2 separate regions of the Macaca mulatta genome follow, and region 1 is linked to region 2. Evidence: chromatin contacts called from public Hi-C data. All regions are on one chromosome and are shown on one strand. Each heading gives the region's core, a stretch centred on a gene start, on an enhancer-like site or on the middle of the called end of the contact. The rest is flanking DNA. Distances are from core to core; before and after follow the strand shown. Region 1 holds the start of NREP (neuronal regeneration related protein). Region 2 has its middle 46 kb from the start of STARD4.

What was found. A called contact is a pair of places that touch in the nucleus more often than the background predicts.
Region 1: a Hi-C map of fetal cortical plate shows a contact between it and region 2, with 2.7 times the contacts expected there. The contact joins the promoter of NREP here to the enhancer-like site in region 2. A contact is called at or near these places in 4 of 14 Hi-C or Micro-C datasets (fetal cortex germinal zone, fetal cortical plate, fibroblasts and 1 more).

What each region holds. Positions count from the first base shown.
Region 1 is chr6:120,554,325-120,557,869 of T2T-MMU8v2.0, forward strand. NREP (neuronal regeneration related protein) reads right to left here and starts at 2,145. Exons shown (of 3, transcript NM_001193355.3): 1 at 2,085-2,145. The coding sequence starts at 2,087.
Region 2 is chr6:120,356,980-120,360,764 of T2T-MMU8v2.0, forward strand. No RefSeq gene overlaps it. Among named protein-coding and RNA genes, the nearest start is that of STARD4, 46 kb to the left of the region's middle. Within about 2 kb of position 1,857, at least 8 of the 40 cell types and tissues checked have an H3K27ac peak or open chromatin away from gene starts, as enhancers often do. A contact at or near this core is called in fetal cortical plate, where this site is marked.

The DNA.
Region 1 (3,545 bases), core at 895-3,394, 200 kb after region 2:
TATTTTCTAGAGGTGTCAGGAGTTAAATCTACTGCTTCACTGGAAGCAGTTTCTATTGTATGTGGGCTAAGTCTTCACTCTAAGTAAGCCAGTTACAGAGGTCCACAAAGTAATTCCAGTTTTAATAAAGGAAAGAAAACTAACTTGATTTTGCCAAAAGGGAGAAAGAGGAGATACAAGACACCTCTAGTATCACTTCTTAAAAAAAAAAAAAGTGAAACTTGTTTTTACATTAATATGTGCAAGGACTTTTAAGATCTAGACTTTCCGGAAAAAGAGAATTGCTAGAAAGTTACTTGGAATCACCCACAGACAATAACTGTCAGTGGTTTCATTTCAGGCAATGGGCTTGTGCCAAAAGGGACTGACATCTTGATGAAAGGATCACCAAAAAGTTGTAAGAATTTTTTCATGAGTAAAAATCCTTCCCGGAGCAACAAATTGTGATTTTCCATTCTGCCACCATACATAAACGATAACTGCAAAAAAATTAACATGTAATAATAATTTCCATCTGCTTTTCTGCATTCAAATGGTTCCAACTTCCACTCTCAGCTTTGGCAGGCATGCTTACCTTCTACAAAGCTCATTCTACTTACTACTACAGAACCATGATATCTTACTCTTTGAGCTTGATCTATAGAGTTAGTTTTGGCAGGGTCAGTAGTCATATTTATGTTTAAACTGGTCACCTGACATATTGCAACATACATGAACCTTTGTGATCTATTTATGGTCACAGAAAGTAGGTAAGGTTCTGAGATAAAGAGCTTGGAGGCAAGGTGATGTGGCCAGTCACAGTAAAAAAAATAAGTAAACACAAATACTTTACAGCAGTTGATTTTATTACCATCCTATTATTCTATGACAACAGCTAATTAAGAATTTAATATGAATTTAGGAACCATTTGCACAAAATCCATTGATTAGCTTAATTTTATGTTCACTTCTTTCGTCTTTCTACCTCAAGTTCCTTAATTTGATCATTTTCCAACAAGGTCCATGTGGTGCTTTGATACCCACTTGTTGAAATGGCAAGTGAGGCATACACAAAAAATAAAACACTTGTTAATACAAATCAAACTGAACTCATTTCACTGCCTGATTCACTTTCCTCCTTGGAAGCTTATACTTGGGTTGTTCTCAAAGAAAACATCAAAGATATCAGATTAAATTTTGATTCATTAAATTCCACCCTCATTTCAAAGAAAAAAAAAACTAAAACTAAATTTGGATATCACACATTCTAAGTGACAAAGAGGTGTTTTAAAGAGTATAAACATCTGCAGTAGGACACTCTGTACTTCACTAAAAAGTTTTATGACATTTCTATTATTTTTTTTTAGTTCATCTTATTTCCAAAGAGGAAATTTTTCATAGATGATTAATACACTTATTCAGCTGCTTTTAATGTGTATTCCTTCTGTTTCTTTAATCAGTAATCAAACATTAAACTGCATTCTCTGTGGATCATAAGCTTTGTCAGAAATAGTTATACTTTTATTTAGAGGTTAACATGCTTGACTTCTAAAATTGAGTGCATGTCTCTCATAAATGAAGTTATAAATCAAGAAAAATAACAGTAATTGTATTTAAATAGATGGGGTACATAAATATAAAAATTCATCCTTTTCATCTATATTGCTTTAAAGGATAGCATATGCAGTAGCTGTTGATCAGGGAGACAGACTCCTCAGTTTTGGATAAGTTCGAACTAGCTCTAAGACCCAAAGCTTTGTTTGAGCCCTACTGCTGTCACCACCTCCTTGCGTGTCACAACACATCACTCTTCTTAAAGAACCGAATAGTTTCTGTTGTTCAAATTAAATAAATCCTCACTTCTGAAAGAGGAATTTTAGTTTTCTATTCAAAATAACTGCAAGTCAAAAGAACTAATTTGCCACATCCAATTCACATAAATTGCTGTACTGCAACGCTCCCAGGAGCTGGAGATAGAACCTTTTAAAGGTCAGATGGGGTGTAGAACAATGAAGGGTTGAGGCGGATGAAGATGGGTGGTTGATATTTATATGTAATAGATTGGTAAGAAGTATTGAGAATCTCCTCTGATGACCAAGTCTTACCATTTTGAGAATCTTAGTCTTGGGCTTCTATTCTCCCTCTCTTCAGTCCAGGGAGACCAACCTGCAAAATATGTTTAAATACAGTAGACACATCGCCTCACCACAGGTCAGCAAACCAAAAACGCCTCTTTAGAGGCTACAGACGAATAACCATTTTCTGTGGTTAACATAAGTTGTATGCAAATTATTGTTAACTACTGGGATTTCTAAAAGAGCTTTCCAAGTGGCCTATAGGCTTAACTAGGGGACAAAGGAATCCCTGGTACTTGGCTTTGCAGAGTCCTGGGCTATTCTTAGTGTTTAGTTCATCTTTAAATTGCATGAGTTCAAAAGGTTTAGCAACTTAAAAGTAGAACCAAGTGATAAAAATAGATTGTTTTCTGGCTGCTCTTTGTTCCCAGACATACTACTGGCAGTATATTTGCAATCAAGACGACAGAATAGGAATCAGCCTTCCACCGTGTAGTGTAATGCCTCAGAGTGGATATTTTTGGAAATGGCACTGCATTACATAACCTTCCGTGTTTAAAAAAAAAAAAAAAAAAACCCTACACGGCGGGGGGGGGGTGGGGGGGAGTCAGGAATATACACCATTTGTCCTTCTCCCTAAACCAAATAAACATTAATGCACATACTGCTGCAGTGATTTACCCTCAACATTTATGTTATCAGAAGGCAGCTCTTTTGTTAACAGTTATGACAAAAATTAAGATGAATGGAGAAACTAAAAGTTCTCACAAAGGGTATCATTCGCTCTTAGAGTTTTCCTATAAGGTTATTATAGATACACATAAATGCAAATCAGATTATTACCATCACCAAGAAGAAAACAGTCATTTATTTTTAAGGCCCTCCCCCCCAAAGTTCAACTGCTTTATAAGAAAATGCAGAAAAAAGTGCTGCAAGATCGAATGCCTAAGAAGACCCTCGGAAGCAGCAGCATTGAAAGAGTAATCAAGTGTAAGGACGGAGGGGCACAAATTCATTTTATAAAAGGGTTGGAAAAGCTTGCATGCACCAAAGTGCATTTAATGCAAAGAAACACAACAGTTTCTAACAATGCTTTATGAGCAAGAAGAACAAAATTAACCATACCAACAAGCACAAAACCCCACCCCTTCCCAAAAGAATTCATTTCTCCCTCTAAACTTGTGCATTTTAGGAAAAAAACCCAAGTCAAATTCCAGCCTGAATGCAGCACGACCAAAATGCCAGAATTTCTCCAAGGTACACGCTTCAGGTCTTTAAAATTTAGAGGGAAGAAGCATGAACTCTGCAGGGTTGAAGGGTCCAGCTAAGAGCAACGGCAAGGAATCGACACAAAAGAGAAAGCAGCGCTCCCAGCCGGGGATAGGAATGGCATATACTTACAGACAAAAGCCCCGCTCCCTGTTCACTCTCTCCTCTCTACACCTGAAACACAAATGTGGTTGAAAAAGGGCAACATGCTAGAAAGACAGC
Region 2 (3,785 bases), core at 607-3,106:
TCTTAGTGATACTATCTTGGAATTCCCACCCATTTCCTCAGGAAGTGCTATTAGCAGTACAGGATGCAAAATTTAGTCTAATGAGCAGACAACAATGTGGGTGTTTTAAGCGCAGGCTGTGTCTTGAAAAAACAAATGGACCTGTACTTTTCTTTGACTAAAGGCCCCTCATTGGAAAGCTGCTCCCCGCAGGTGTTGTCATGGTAACACATGGTAAATAATAGATATTAACTGATGGTACCCTTACGTCCCCAGGCTCCTTCCAACTCTCTAAGAATGTTTTCACAATTTTGTATTGTAATTCTGTATTGTTTTTCTTAAATAGGGTCCCAAATTATATACATTTCATGCTGTTCCCACAAAACCTTAGTTCCCCAGGTGTTATTTCTATGACAGCATATCTAACTGCATCCTCTCAGCAGCAGAGCACCTGTCAGTCTCTGCTAGATTGAACATGTCTAGGACAATAGCAATTGTTTCCAAATGTACGCATTTCCACCACCTTTTCTCCCCTGGTTTTTCTTTAAGCAACTATTGTATCAAAGCGAAGGAAGGAAGTGACTAAGAAAAGGAAATTATGCCTAAGTCATTTTAAAAGGGTATTTTTCAAATGACAAAACTTTTTCCCAAGCAGGGGTTTCAGGCTAGGCTAAGGACAGTGTGGATCAAAACACAAATCCTTAAGGAGTTGAATTTCTTCTTTGCCGTGCTCCTACTCCTCTGCATACAAATTGTTCTTTGAGCTTTCCCGTTGTCTTCTCTGCATTCCCAAGCTCACTTAATTCATGGTCTGTCTGCCTCTTTGTCTCCTTTTTTCCTTAGCCCCCAGAGATGTGCCTGCCTACTTTTTGTTTTCACAGCTTCATTTCCATCTCTGGCACGTGAGGGCCTCTGTGCTGGATGCAGATATATTACCTTTGTTTTCCTGGAGTCATCCCACTGCTGCCTGTTTCCGGCAGCTCCCTCCACATTATTTTACTCTGTATCATTGCCCTCAGCCACGAGGGTTAGCAAGGCTAATGGGTAGAGTGAATTTAGCCTGTCTTTTTGTATTAATACATCCCGCCAGGAAAAATCATTTACAATGGCATTTAGGCTTTGCAATGGGAAAACAGGAAAGAATCTCATTCTTTGTGGTCTCAAGCTCATACTGGCAGAGGCTGAGTTGCTATGAAATTTCCAGCTTCAGGCAGAGAAGGGAAAAAGTGTAGGGCACAACTAAAATACAGGAATGCACATGGGTGCACACACACTTAAACATGCATTATGTTTGCCCAGTAATGCATGTGCACTTGGGTGCAAGCCCCAATTCAACCTCTTTCTATGTGTTGGATATATGTATGAGAAGAAGCCCCCCCCCCCTTTTTTCCATTTGACATTCAGTTAAGCTAAAAGCAAAAACAACCATCTGTACTGCCTTTGATAGAGTAGATTGCTAAAAGCTGTTCCCTGTCAGACCTTTTCTTTCAGCCTTGGTGAGGAGACACATCCACATATGACACTTCTGTCATTCACATATGAAACACTCATATTTCAACAAAGTCACAGGTGCTCTATAAAACCATCAGGTTAAATTGTAAATTCTTCACAATAGCTGGCTCCTATGACCTTTGATTGCCATAGCAAAATGGAAAGCATTCACTTCACTTTTAGGTCTTGTGTTTTTGTATGTATGTGTTTTTGTTTGTTTGTTTGTTTGTGCCACTGAGGGCACCAAACATTCTTTCTGATTGTGCTCCACATTCTTCATTACAGTTGCATTTAAACAGCTCATTCTAATTCATTCTGTTGTTCCTGTTCTGTGTGAACTATCTGCTGGCAGTTACCATGCAAACCCCAAATCCTGGGATCCTGCTGCTAGATCACAAGCTGCCATTAGCATATTTTTAATAGCACCTGATTACCCTCCAAAGACCTTCTGCTAGTTGAACTCCATTAGCTTACAGTGTCAAGAGGTTTGATTGAATATTTACAGTGTGGATCAGGGAGAGAATTTGCTGAGCTGCACAGTTAGTCTCCCAGGTTTAGCTTTCCATGAGTGCCAGGTTAGTTCCTTGGGTCCCATTTAAAGAGAAGTTCATGACAATTTTCTGGTACGTGGAGGTATCAGTTCTTGCTTCCTAGAGCTGACTTACTATAATGTGGAACACCAACATGACCCTCAAACTTGCTGAAGACTTCTCTTAGTTTTAATTGAAAGATAAGCAGCTCTCCAATGTTTAGGAACCTGGGCAGGGGTGCTGTTACCATCTTGTGTTTTCTAACTTAAGCTAAACTGAATAAAGGAGGCAATATTAATCAGAAGTCAGATTCTCCTCAAAAAAAAAAAGGTTAGAGAACAGTGAATTAAAAGTATTTGAATAATTAAGAGTTAACATGATAGATTATTTTAAGGTAGACAGTTAAGAGCTTTTGAAATGAAGTTGCCATTTAAAGTCCTGAAGACACTCAGCAACCAGTGAGCTACGTAGATGAATTTCGACACCTAAAGTGAAGACAAGAGAAAAATAAAAAATAAATAAAATGAAGACAAGAGGAGAAGTTTTAAGATGCGATTAAATTTGAATAAAGCAAAACAAGATTAAACAGTGGTTAAAAACAATTTAGTGCAGAGGAACCTTGCAAATTCAAGTGGTTATGGGGATAAGACAGAGAAGGAAAATGAATGAAGTGAGCTGAATAAAAAAGGATGGAAGACAATGGGCACTGATTTTCCACTGCTGTGGAAACACAAATGACATAAGCATTATATCATTCCAGAGAGTGCTGACCCCATCTAAAGGGAGTGTTCTTTCATTTGCTATCAGGAGGGCCCAGTGCTGCCAGATCTTCTCATAGCTGAAGAAAAGTTTGAAATCTCGCTGTACAGTTCAATGGTATTAAATGCATTCATTGTGTTGAGCAACCATCACCATCATCTATCTCCATAAGTCTTTGATCATGTAAAACTGAAACTCTGTGTTTATTTAGCAATAACTCTCCATACTCCTCCTTCTCTAATATGGTTTGGCTCTGTGTACCCACTCAAATCTCATGTTGAATTGTAATCCCCAGTGTTGGGGGAGGGACCTGGTGGAAGGTGATTGGATCATGAAGGTAGATTTCCCTCTTGCTCTTCTTGTGATAGTGAGTGAGTTCTTACGAGATCTGGTTATTTACAAGTGTGTAGCACTTCCCCCTTCGCTCTCTCTCCTGCTGGTCATGTGAAGACATGCCTTGCTTGCCCTTCACCTTCTGCCATGACTGTAAGTTTTCTGAGGCCTCTCAAGCCATGCCTTCTGTACAGCCTGCAGAACTGTAAGTTAATTAAATCTCTTTTCTTTATAAATTAACCAGTCTCAAGTAGTTATTTATAGCAATGTTAGAATGTATTGATACATTCCCATTCCCTAACAACCACTTTTCTACTTTGTCTCAATGATTTTGACTATTCTAAGTTGCTCATGTAAGTGGAATCATACAGTATTTGTCTTTTTGCGATGGGCTTATTTCACTTAGCATAGTGTCTTCAAGTTTCATCTATGTTATAGCATTTGTCAGAATTTCTTTGCTTTTTAAGGCCGTATGTATATACCACTATTTGCTTATCCATTCATACCATTGATGGGCACTTGGATTGCTTCCACATTTTAACTATTGTGAATAAGATTGCTAGGTACAACAAATATCTCTTCAAGATACTGCTTTCAGTTATTCCTTTATTTCTTTTTTTTTTTTTTTTAATTTTCCTTTAAGTTCTGGGATACATATGCAGAATGTGTAGGTTTGTTACATAGTTTTACATA